Linked DNA regions of Ovis aries: region 2 is linked to region 1. The links are chromatin contacts, called in public Hi-C maps. All regions are on one chromosome and are shown on one strand. Each heading gives the region's core, a stretch centred on a gene start, on an enhancer-like site or on the middle of the called end of the contact. The rest is flanking DNA. Distances are from core to core; before and after follow the strand shown. Region 1 holds the start of EFHC1 (EF-hand domain containing 1). Region 2 holds the start of TMEM14A (transmembrane protein 14A).

Evidence for each region. Hi-C and Micro-C count contacts between places; a contact is called where the count stands out from the background.
Region 2: a Hi-C map of liver shows a contact between it and region 1, with 5 times the contacts expected there. The contact joins the promoter of TMEM14A here to the promoter of EFHC1 in region 1. A contact is called at or near these places in 12 of 16 Hi-C or Micro-C datasets (blood, hypothalamus, liver and 6 more).

What each region holds. Positions count from the first base shown.
Region 1 is chr20:24,504,370-24,508,981 of ARS-UI_Ramb_v3.0, reverse strand. EFHC1 (EF-hand domain containing 1) reads right to left here and starts at 1,809. Exons shown (of 10, transcript XM_060403720.1): 1 at 1,608-1,809. The coding sequence starts at 1,775.
Region 2 is chr20:24,720,608-24,725,219 of ARS-UI_Ramb_v3.0, reverse strand. TMEM14A (transmembrane protein 14A) reads right to left here and starts at 2,275. Exons shown (of 6, transcript XM_042237497.2): 1 at 2,246-2,275.

The DNA of each region.
Region 1 (4,612 bases), core at 560-3,059:
CACAAAAAGACTGCTTTGGAGAATGTTCTCTGTTTTATACATTTCTAAATTATGTTGTTGTTCTTTTCTACAATCAACACATTTTTTTGATAACTGGAAAAAAACAAAAGATTATATTAAGAAAAAGTGAAAAGGAAATATTTTTGAAGGAAAGAGATCAAAACAGTGGCACAGGGACTCAGCCTCCCCACCACTCCACAAAGATCAACAGTCAGACAGCTATCCACAAATAAGAGCTCTGGAAGAGGTCCATGTAGTAGGTTTCAGCAACACAGTGGGATAAAAAAACCAAGGATATTCGTACAGGAAGAGAAGGAAGACTACCTCATTTTGTCTGCATCATCCCATTCTCCAAACCAGCACTGTTCAGTGCCAGGAGACAACTTCCCCTCAACAGGAAAGGAAGAGCCAAGTGAGCAGTCAGTTTCCAGTCTTTTTACCTTAACTTCATGACCAAGGAGAGGAACTTATTGTTTAAATTGTTAAACTACATAAATGATTATTGTCTCATCTTTGAAAATCAGCCTATTGAATCTTTTTTTTTCTTCTTTTTTTTTTCAGCCTATTGAATCTTAATGCTGACCTTCCAACACATATTTCAGCAACCCTGAAATTTCAGTATTAAAATCATTTTGTCAAGGGCTAAACTGTGTCAGAGAAAAAAAAACCACAAGCCTTTTTTTTTTTCCTCTTCAGTTTTGTCTAGAAGATATAACTAACAACACTTAAGGCAGGAGAGGAGTGAAACAAAATCCAAACAGGAATCTTTTATAAAAATGTTACAAGCGAAAAGAAAAGGGCTAGAGAAGAAAAACCAAGAACACATCAATTGTGGCAGAGGAACTAAAGTGCAATTATCTCCCATAAAGCACCTGAGGATGATTTGGGAGGAAGATGGCCAAGTGTTGAAAATTTAACTTTCCAAGCAAGAGGATTTGGGGAAAAAGATTAAACAAGACTGCAGAAAAAGTCGACGTGCTGGGACAGAAAAGGAGATGGGGCTTGGTAGAAGCATAAATGAGACCGAGGAAAAGGACCTGACAGAAAGAAGCCAACAGATGGAAATGGAGTTGGGACTGGGAGCGATTACTGGGTCTAGGATTCAGAAGAGGAAAATGCGGGCGGCAATGATGGGCTTGGGGAGAGTGAGCGGGATGGGGCTGTGGAAATAAGTACGAAGGCGTATAGAGGTTGCGTTGGGGAAGGGGCCCAGGTTGAGGGAAGAAAAGTTTAAGGATGGAACTGGGCAGAGAGGGGTATGCAGAAGGGAGAATGAGCTAGGGAGAAGGCCGAGGGAGCTCGGGAACCAGGTGGGGAAAGCCAGCAAGAGCAGAGCAGCAAGGAAGAACGCTGGGAGGCCAACAGACTGCCAGGATGGAGTGGAAAAACCAGAGAGGGATGGGCTGAGAGCAAACTGGAGAAAGAGGGTGAGGTTGGGGGGTGGGGAGTGGGGTGGAGGTGGGGTGTGGAGAACAGAGTTGGGGGCAGAGAGAGGGTTTGAAGGGGAAAAGGACAAACTCGCGTGGACGAGCAGAGACGCAACCTGCTGCGAGCTCTCCGGGGCTGCCAGGAGGTGGGGACAGGGGTTTGGCCGGAGAAGTCCTCACCGTTAAGTCCTTAAAGGACGTGCCTGGGAGAAAAGGCAGGCCATGCACTGGGTTAGACACCATAGCGGCCGCTCTCGCCGCAACCACCCGGGTAGGGTTTGGTCCTCTCGGGTTGCCAGGGGAACCAGCGGCGTTCTGGGCGGCCCGGCAGCTCCATGGTAACGCCATACACGCAGAGCACTAGCGGAAGAGGGCGGGGCCTGAGACGCAGGCGTGCCCAGCCCGCGCATGAGCAGCCCGTGGACTAGACGTTCTCGCGGGAGTGTGCCGAGGGGAGCTGGCCCCGCCCCGCGCAGACGTGAGAACACGGGGCGGGACGAGGTGGTTGTGGGATGACGTGATGGATCTCCCCTTGAGGGTCCGGGTTCGGGCGAGTCCTTAGATCAGTTCCAAGGGAAGGGTCCTTCCTTCGCCCCATCCCAGTCCTCACCTCACCTCACCTCGCCCCGCCCGCTCGCTGTTCTCCCACCTGTGGGAAAAAGGCTGTTGTCCCAGTTCACACGGAAGTGTCACTGGTTGGTTCCGGTTGAAAGTGTTACTTCTCCTGAACCCGTGCTTCCCTGGGGCCAGGGACTGAGAATTATTCATGATTGTAATTCTGTTGTTCAAGGATGTTCAATAAACAAAAGCAACTGACTGGTGCCTAATCCTCCAACTACCTCATTCAAGTTTTTTCCTACTTTACCTTTGAAGGAAATGGCAACCCACTCCAGTACTCTTGCCTGGAGAATCTCATGGACAGAGGAGCCTGGCGGGCTACATACAGTCCACGGGGTCGCCAAGAGTCGGACACGACTGAGCGACTAAGCGCAGCACATTCTATTTCTATACCCTCCTTCACAGGCCTTGGGGGGGTCTTACATATTCACCGCAGGATGCTCAGTATTTGTTGACTGGACAGCTACACGGCGCTCCTGTCAATTCTCCGAGTCTCTAGTATCACTACCTACAGTTGCAATAAAAAGATCAGACCCACGAGGGGAAATACATCTGCCAAGAAAAATTTGTCATAGGAGAAAAGCAAATAAGTGCGGTGATAAATTGTCAAAACCGTAGGTACTCTTTTTACAAAACTTGTTTAAATTATTATCCCTTAAAAAATGTAATCCTGTTCTTGAAACATCTTCAAGAAAGAAAAAACAAGCTATCAGAAGCGCTGAAGAGCTTAAAAAGAAAAACAAAACCCAGATGCCTGGACATTGGATTCACTGGGTTTGAAATGGGGCCCAGGCGTCTGATTTTTATAACAGCTGTTTCTGAGAATGAGCCAGTTTAACGGAGTGCAATAGAGTAGCAAGCTTCACGCCAAAGGCATCCATGTCATGGGTGGTTTACTGCCAATACAGACAAAGGCTTTAGTTTTACTGCTGCTTGTCAGAGTAAATCCCCCTGATGGGTTTCACTAACAGGCATAAACCTCAGGGGGCCCAGGACATCAGTCCACTAGTGGCAGTGAAGCAGTTATTGGTGGCTGTCTCCACACCTTGCCCAGAGTTTCTTTTCTGATAACACTTGCTATCCCCTAACTACTTCTATTTCCCATGTTTGTCCCCCACTCCTTTTTTCACCTTTCCAGATTTTTATTTTTTATTGGTGTAGTGCCCTAATGTAGGTGTTTAATACACTTTTTGAATCAATGCATTGTAATGACACTAAAGACTTTACAAGTATCTGACCATTACATTTTATCTTAGCCACTGACCTAGAAGGGCAGTGTGGACAAAGGATGTCACCTGCCATATCAGGAAATGGAAAGATGTTGCAGCCATTAAGCCATCAGTCACAGAAGTCATCCACAGCTGTGCATGCTGAGGGGATTTAGGATGGAGAAAAGCAGGATACTGGTCCTGGATGGTAAGGTGCCTATCAAAGGAATGAGTTCAGTGAGCCCAGACTCTTGCATCTTCTCATACAAAGAAAAGCACTCATTCATTAACTTGAGATGTCTGGTTTTAATTAACAGTATTTTTTTTTAAAATGTTCTGACCCCCTGTTTTTTGTTGCAAAAGCTTCTGGCTCCTCCCTTACCTCTTTATGGTTGTTGCTTGGAGCTGAGAGGCTGTCTTCCTGGTTTGAGTCCTCAAAAAGTCCACCGAATAAAACATAATTCTCAACTTTTAGGTTTTGCTTTTTTTCTCTCATTTGACAGAAGTCAGCCACTGGGAGAATATTTCAAGATGGCAAGTTCAGCCTCAGAATCGCTGGAAACCACGATCCTTGCTGACTCTTCATGATAAACTTACACTGTTTCTAGTTATACGATCTATCCCCCCAAACACTGCCACCACCGTTTCTCTTAATTAAAGTAAATCCATGGCATTAGGATACACTTGGAAGAGCCCCCCTGGACTCAGTGCAGAGTTGCACTTGGGTCTGTGTTCCCTGGGCTGGGTAGGGAAAGAGCCTGCAGGGCTTGGAAAGGGTGAGTCCTTCCTAAGTTTCTTGTCCTTTATAGCATCTGTTCCTATTGGGGCAGTGCCTTCTGGTCAAATGCCTTTCTTTCCCAGAAGGGCACACCATGATACCCCTAATAGAGTGTTTTAACTACTTTCAGACCTAGACATGCATGGTGAAGGAAACTTCTCTCAGTCTGTGGCCTCATAAAAATGACTTCACCTCTGAAGAGGTGAAGCCAGGCAGTATTTCATCTGTGTTAAGAAGCACAGGTACAGGTCTGTGAAGAAGGCTGGGGGGAGTAGGTAAGACAGGGCTTCAGAAAACTGCATGCAACCTCAGAAGGGGGTGTGTGATTAGGAGTTTATATCCCATTTCTCCTAAACATGATGCTTCAGCATGGATTGCTTTCACCGTTTCTCACCTTGTGGAATATACAGGAGAGGGTTGGAGCCTGACCATCCCAGGCAGCTAAAGTGGAAGGCTGAACATAAAGCCTGGACTCAGAAGGCCACGAGGATGTTGCATGACCTTACAGGGTGCTACGAAACTTGGGGGATGGAAAAATTAGGGAAGATCAGACTGCCAGGAGGCCAAAGCTGAAAGAGGGC
Region 2 (4,612 bases), core at 1,026-3,525, 220 kb before region 1:
CCCAGCCATGCTCTCATGGAGGTAAATGGTATTGGATGGCCAAGAGCCCTGGGACAGCCAAATCAATTCAGCCTCTAACTGCCATAAAGCTGGAGGCAAAGATCTCTGTTTTACCATGCTAACTCACTATGGAATGACAGACGGGAAGGGGGCCCAAGTTCAGAGGCGAAAACAAACCCAACATGAGGTCCAACAGGACCTCATAAAGTTAGCAACTGAAGCCTCTGATCCACACCATGAGCCCAACAACTCCTAGACCAGGTTCATCAGGCGCTCAAACCCCTGGATTTTTCATCCCAAACTTTCACCAGTATCAATGACACCTATCAGACCCTGACTGAAACCTCACCAAACCTCTCATGTTGGCTCTGTCCTCCCTTGAGACCCCGACCGTTCCTTGCCCAACCGATTCCCAGCAAATGGGTAGAGGCCTAAAATCTCACTCGAAATGCCACAAAAGTAACCTGGCCAATGGGGCCCTTGACCACTGAGGTACTGTATCTACCAGCCAATGCCTCTTGCGTTCTGGCCAACGACACCTCATTAACCACAGTGGCCTGTGATGGCTCAAGACGAGGCCCCCTATCCCCAAACCCGCCCAACTGGACTCAGCCTTGCACCCCGGTCTTCCTTATGCCCTATCTGATCATTCTGACACCACAGGTGGTGGAAGACTAGATCCGACCAACCCACCGCCAAGGGAGGGCATTAGCTGCAGCTCCCCTGCTCCTCGGAGGAGCTTTATTCGCAGCCTTAGGACTGGGGGCAGGAGGATTGGGATCAGCCACGCACTTTTGCTATAAGCAGTCCACAGACCTCAATCGAGACCTGGACAAGGTGGCAGACTCCCTGATGGCATTACAGACCCAGATAACCTCTCTGGCAGCAGTGGCTCTCCAAAATCGAAGGGCCCTAGACCTGCTAAGGGCTGAAAAAGGGGGACCTGCCAGTTCCTAGGGGAAGACTGTTGTTTTCTTTTCATTAATGCCTCGGGGATAGTTCAGAACAAGGTCCGAGAGCTGAGAGAAAGCATCAGACTTAGGCCGAGTTGGGCGGTTCCGACTTTTCCGGATGGTGGAAGTCACCTTGGGCAAAATGGCTTCTCCCACTTCTCAGACCCCTCACAGCCTTGCTCCTCATCCTGTTGATAGGACCTTGTGTTTCTCAGATCATCCTCCGGAGGGTCAGGGACCTGACCCAGATGGCTACTGGACAGATGTTGATGGTGGCCGCATACTCCAAACTCCAGTCCAGAGACCCTGAGGCCCCTTAAAGGTCACCGGGATCCAGCCACGACCCTCAGCCCCAACGACGCCCCAGTTCAGCAGGAAGTAGCCAGAAACGATAACGGCGCCCCTTATCCTATCAAAAGGGTCAGAATGTAAGGTCGACCCCTGGGGCCATGATGGGCCACCCCTCCTCTCCCTCCCACCAGCGAGAAGGTCCCTAACGGAAGGATCCTCCCAGATCCCGGGGGCCAATGACAGCACACTTCCCGGGTTGCCATGATGAGCCGCCCCTCCTCTCCCCCGCCGGCGGGGGGAAGTCCCTACGCCCTAACGGATCCCGGGGACCAATAACAGCACACTTCGCAGGCTAAAGCCGCCCCACCGGCCATCCCTCGCAACGTGCATATATAAACAAAGTTCTAACACGGTCGGGGCGCGCGGACTTCCTCGACCTGCCCGGTTCGGTCCGGGAACCCCGCCCGGGAGCGCTTCGCCATTAAAGCCTGTTACACTCTTTTGGTGTCCTGGTCGTCTTTTACCTAACACCTTTGAACTCTTGGGGCTTGAAAGACATTTTCGAGTGAAGTCTGGGTGGTGCTGGGAAGGTTTGAAACCTTACCAAGCATTTCTGCGATGATCCAAGGGCCCCACCCCTTTCTCCATCTCTCCCTAGCTCCGAGAAAGGAGGGAGGACAGGTAGGAGATTCAGGACCTCGGAAGGAAGAAATTCGGGGACTTCCCAGAAAAAGGAGAGAAGCGATCCCCGGAAGAAGAGACTCCATCCCCTGCAAAATCTTCCCAAGTTTCTCGGCATCGTTATCTGCCAATTTCTGCATTTTTGCATGAACATTACGGGCAGAAAGATCTCGAGGTACAGCCAGATGTACAGCTCACCTGCAGCCCCAAGCTCTCCCCGCGGCTGAAAAAAAAAGGTGGGAGCCATCTACGGGAAAACTTCGTACCTGGAACCAAGAAGCTAACCTTGCCGCCAGCGCCTTCCCACTCCGAGAGCTCACCTCTCAGCAGTGGGCGGGGCTGCTGGTTCCGGGAAGCACCGGGCCCCGCCCCCGCAAGCGCATGCGCAGCATTCCCTCTTCCGCAGCTCGATCCTACCGGGTCGGTGCCCTCCCGGTGCAGCGGAGGTTGTTACTTGGCTGTACCACCTGCAGTGCCGGCGCTGTAGCATCTCAGGCGGCGGCCACACCTGGTCACTCGCCCGGGACCCGGTCACTCGCTCGGGACCCGGCCACTCGCTCCGGCGGCACGGCTTTCGGGCCTGGCCCTGATCCTGGGACTGGAGTCTGCTGCCCCCTGCCGGACTGAGCGAGACTGGGCGTGAATCTGGGTGTAACGGGGATTCCAGCTGGCAAAAGATTTTTAACCAGTGTAGAGGTTCCTTCACTTAAGGAGCGTTTGTGGACCTCTCCAGCAGATAGACCCCATTTTCAGCGGAGGGAGCTAAGGTTCGGAGAGGCGAAGGAGTTTTCCACAGACTCAACTCCTAAGTGGGATGCAAAGGTTAGAGCGCGAGTTTGGTTTCAAAGCCCGAGCACCCTTCATTACATCCTACCATCTACGACGTTATCTAGATGTGGTGCGGAGACCAGCATCCTGGTAAAACCCAGGATTTGCCGGGCTTAAGTACCTGAAGGGACCAGGTACAGACTGCCAGAACTGAAAGGCACTAAATCGTGTCTAATCCCAGGGATAAACCTGTGAATCCTGCCTCCAGGCTACAACTTCTCATCTCACTCCAGTTTTGCCTTCCAGGCCACTGCCCGTAGCTCCAACCCTCTTCCTTATATAATAGCTTTTCAGATTTGAAGACGGCGGTCATCTAGGCTATCACTCTGCCATGTCCCCATGGACTGTAGCCCGCCAGGCGCCTCTGTCCATGGAATTCTCCAGGCTAGAATACTGGAGTGGGTCGCCATTCCCGTCTCCAGGGGATCTTCCCAACCCAGGGATCGAACCCAGGTCACCTGCATTGCAGGCAGATTCTTGACCATCTAAGCCACCAGGAAAGCGTCATCTAGGGTTCATCAAGCAGCTCTAGGGTGCCGTGGGGTTGGGAATAATAGAATTTTTTAATTAAAAAAAAGAAACTAAGAATATAAATTAAACCTTTGAAATTTGTTTGCTGAATCTACTCCTTGTGTTTAAAAGTGTTTCAAGGAAGCAGTGTGACTGCATCTAACTTCTGAGAAGTCTAAGGTGGGCCGGGGGAGTTAACAGGATTCTGGGAGATTCATAGGAGTGTTGATGGCAGGTGCTGGAAGGTGGATGGAGAAAGTGGTATCCTGGAGTTCGGTGCCGAGTCCTTCCAGCTCTTCTCATCCCCTTCTATGCCATCCTTAGCCCAGTGCATGCTGGCACCCATGTACGTGTGTTCTCCCTTGCTTGTGCATGCCCACGTGTGTGTCTCTCTTTTCCTTCCTCCCTCCTTCCCTTTTTCTCTCTCCCAAGACTTCCAGGACACTTTCTCTATCCAAAATAAAACCAAAAACTATCTTGGGATGCCTCAATATCTTTCACTAATATGATCCCCCTCCTCAAGTAAAAAAGTTACCCCTGAACCCCAGAGCCTGGATTTATGATGCTGAGATCCCTTCCAGCCCTGTCACTGTGCTCTTAAGAGGCTGAAAGCAGGATATTCCTACTCAAAGTATTTTCATCTAAAAAAAGACCAACATGAACAACATGTAGGAACAGGAAGGTTCTTAGGTAAAGGGGCCACTGTCCTCTTAGCTTACATGCCACCAACTGCCACCTAATCCATCTAATGGGAAAGTTAGAGCCCAAGGTGAGGGTGCCGCAAAATCTATTCACCTCTACCTTTTTTGTAAAGCTGTCTGCTCATTATCCACAGCGGAGTCTTAACTTCCAATGCGCCACTACTCCTGGAGAAACGTACAAGATAAAATACACAGGATTGCCAGGGAAGCCAGTTTTATTGAAATAAAGTTATCCAGAGAAGGAAAGTTATTAAAGTAGGAAATATTTAAATCTGTGCTAAAGATGTGCTTCATTATTAAATCACGGGATCTAGGAGTGGGTATAATAATTACCGTAACTTCCAAGTAGTGGTGCATATAACAATACTTTGAGGTATCTGTAACATGTGAATATCTGTGATTCCTGGGGATGACACAGTCACAGGTACCAGTACTTCTTGGTTTGCTGCCTATTTTCCTAATGGAAACAAATGTTAAGTTTCAGTTAGAGGTTGGTGGACACAGAAACTTCCATTTCCCATCCAGATTCTCCAATTCCTGATTTCTATCCTCAGGCCCCTTTGGATTTGCAGAACTCCCAGTCCCCAGTAATGCAGGGTTTCCTAAGTTGTATTTGGTGGATGTGAAAGAAAGAAGGGCAAGGCTGAG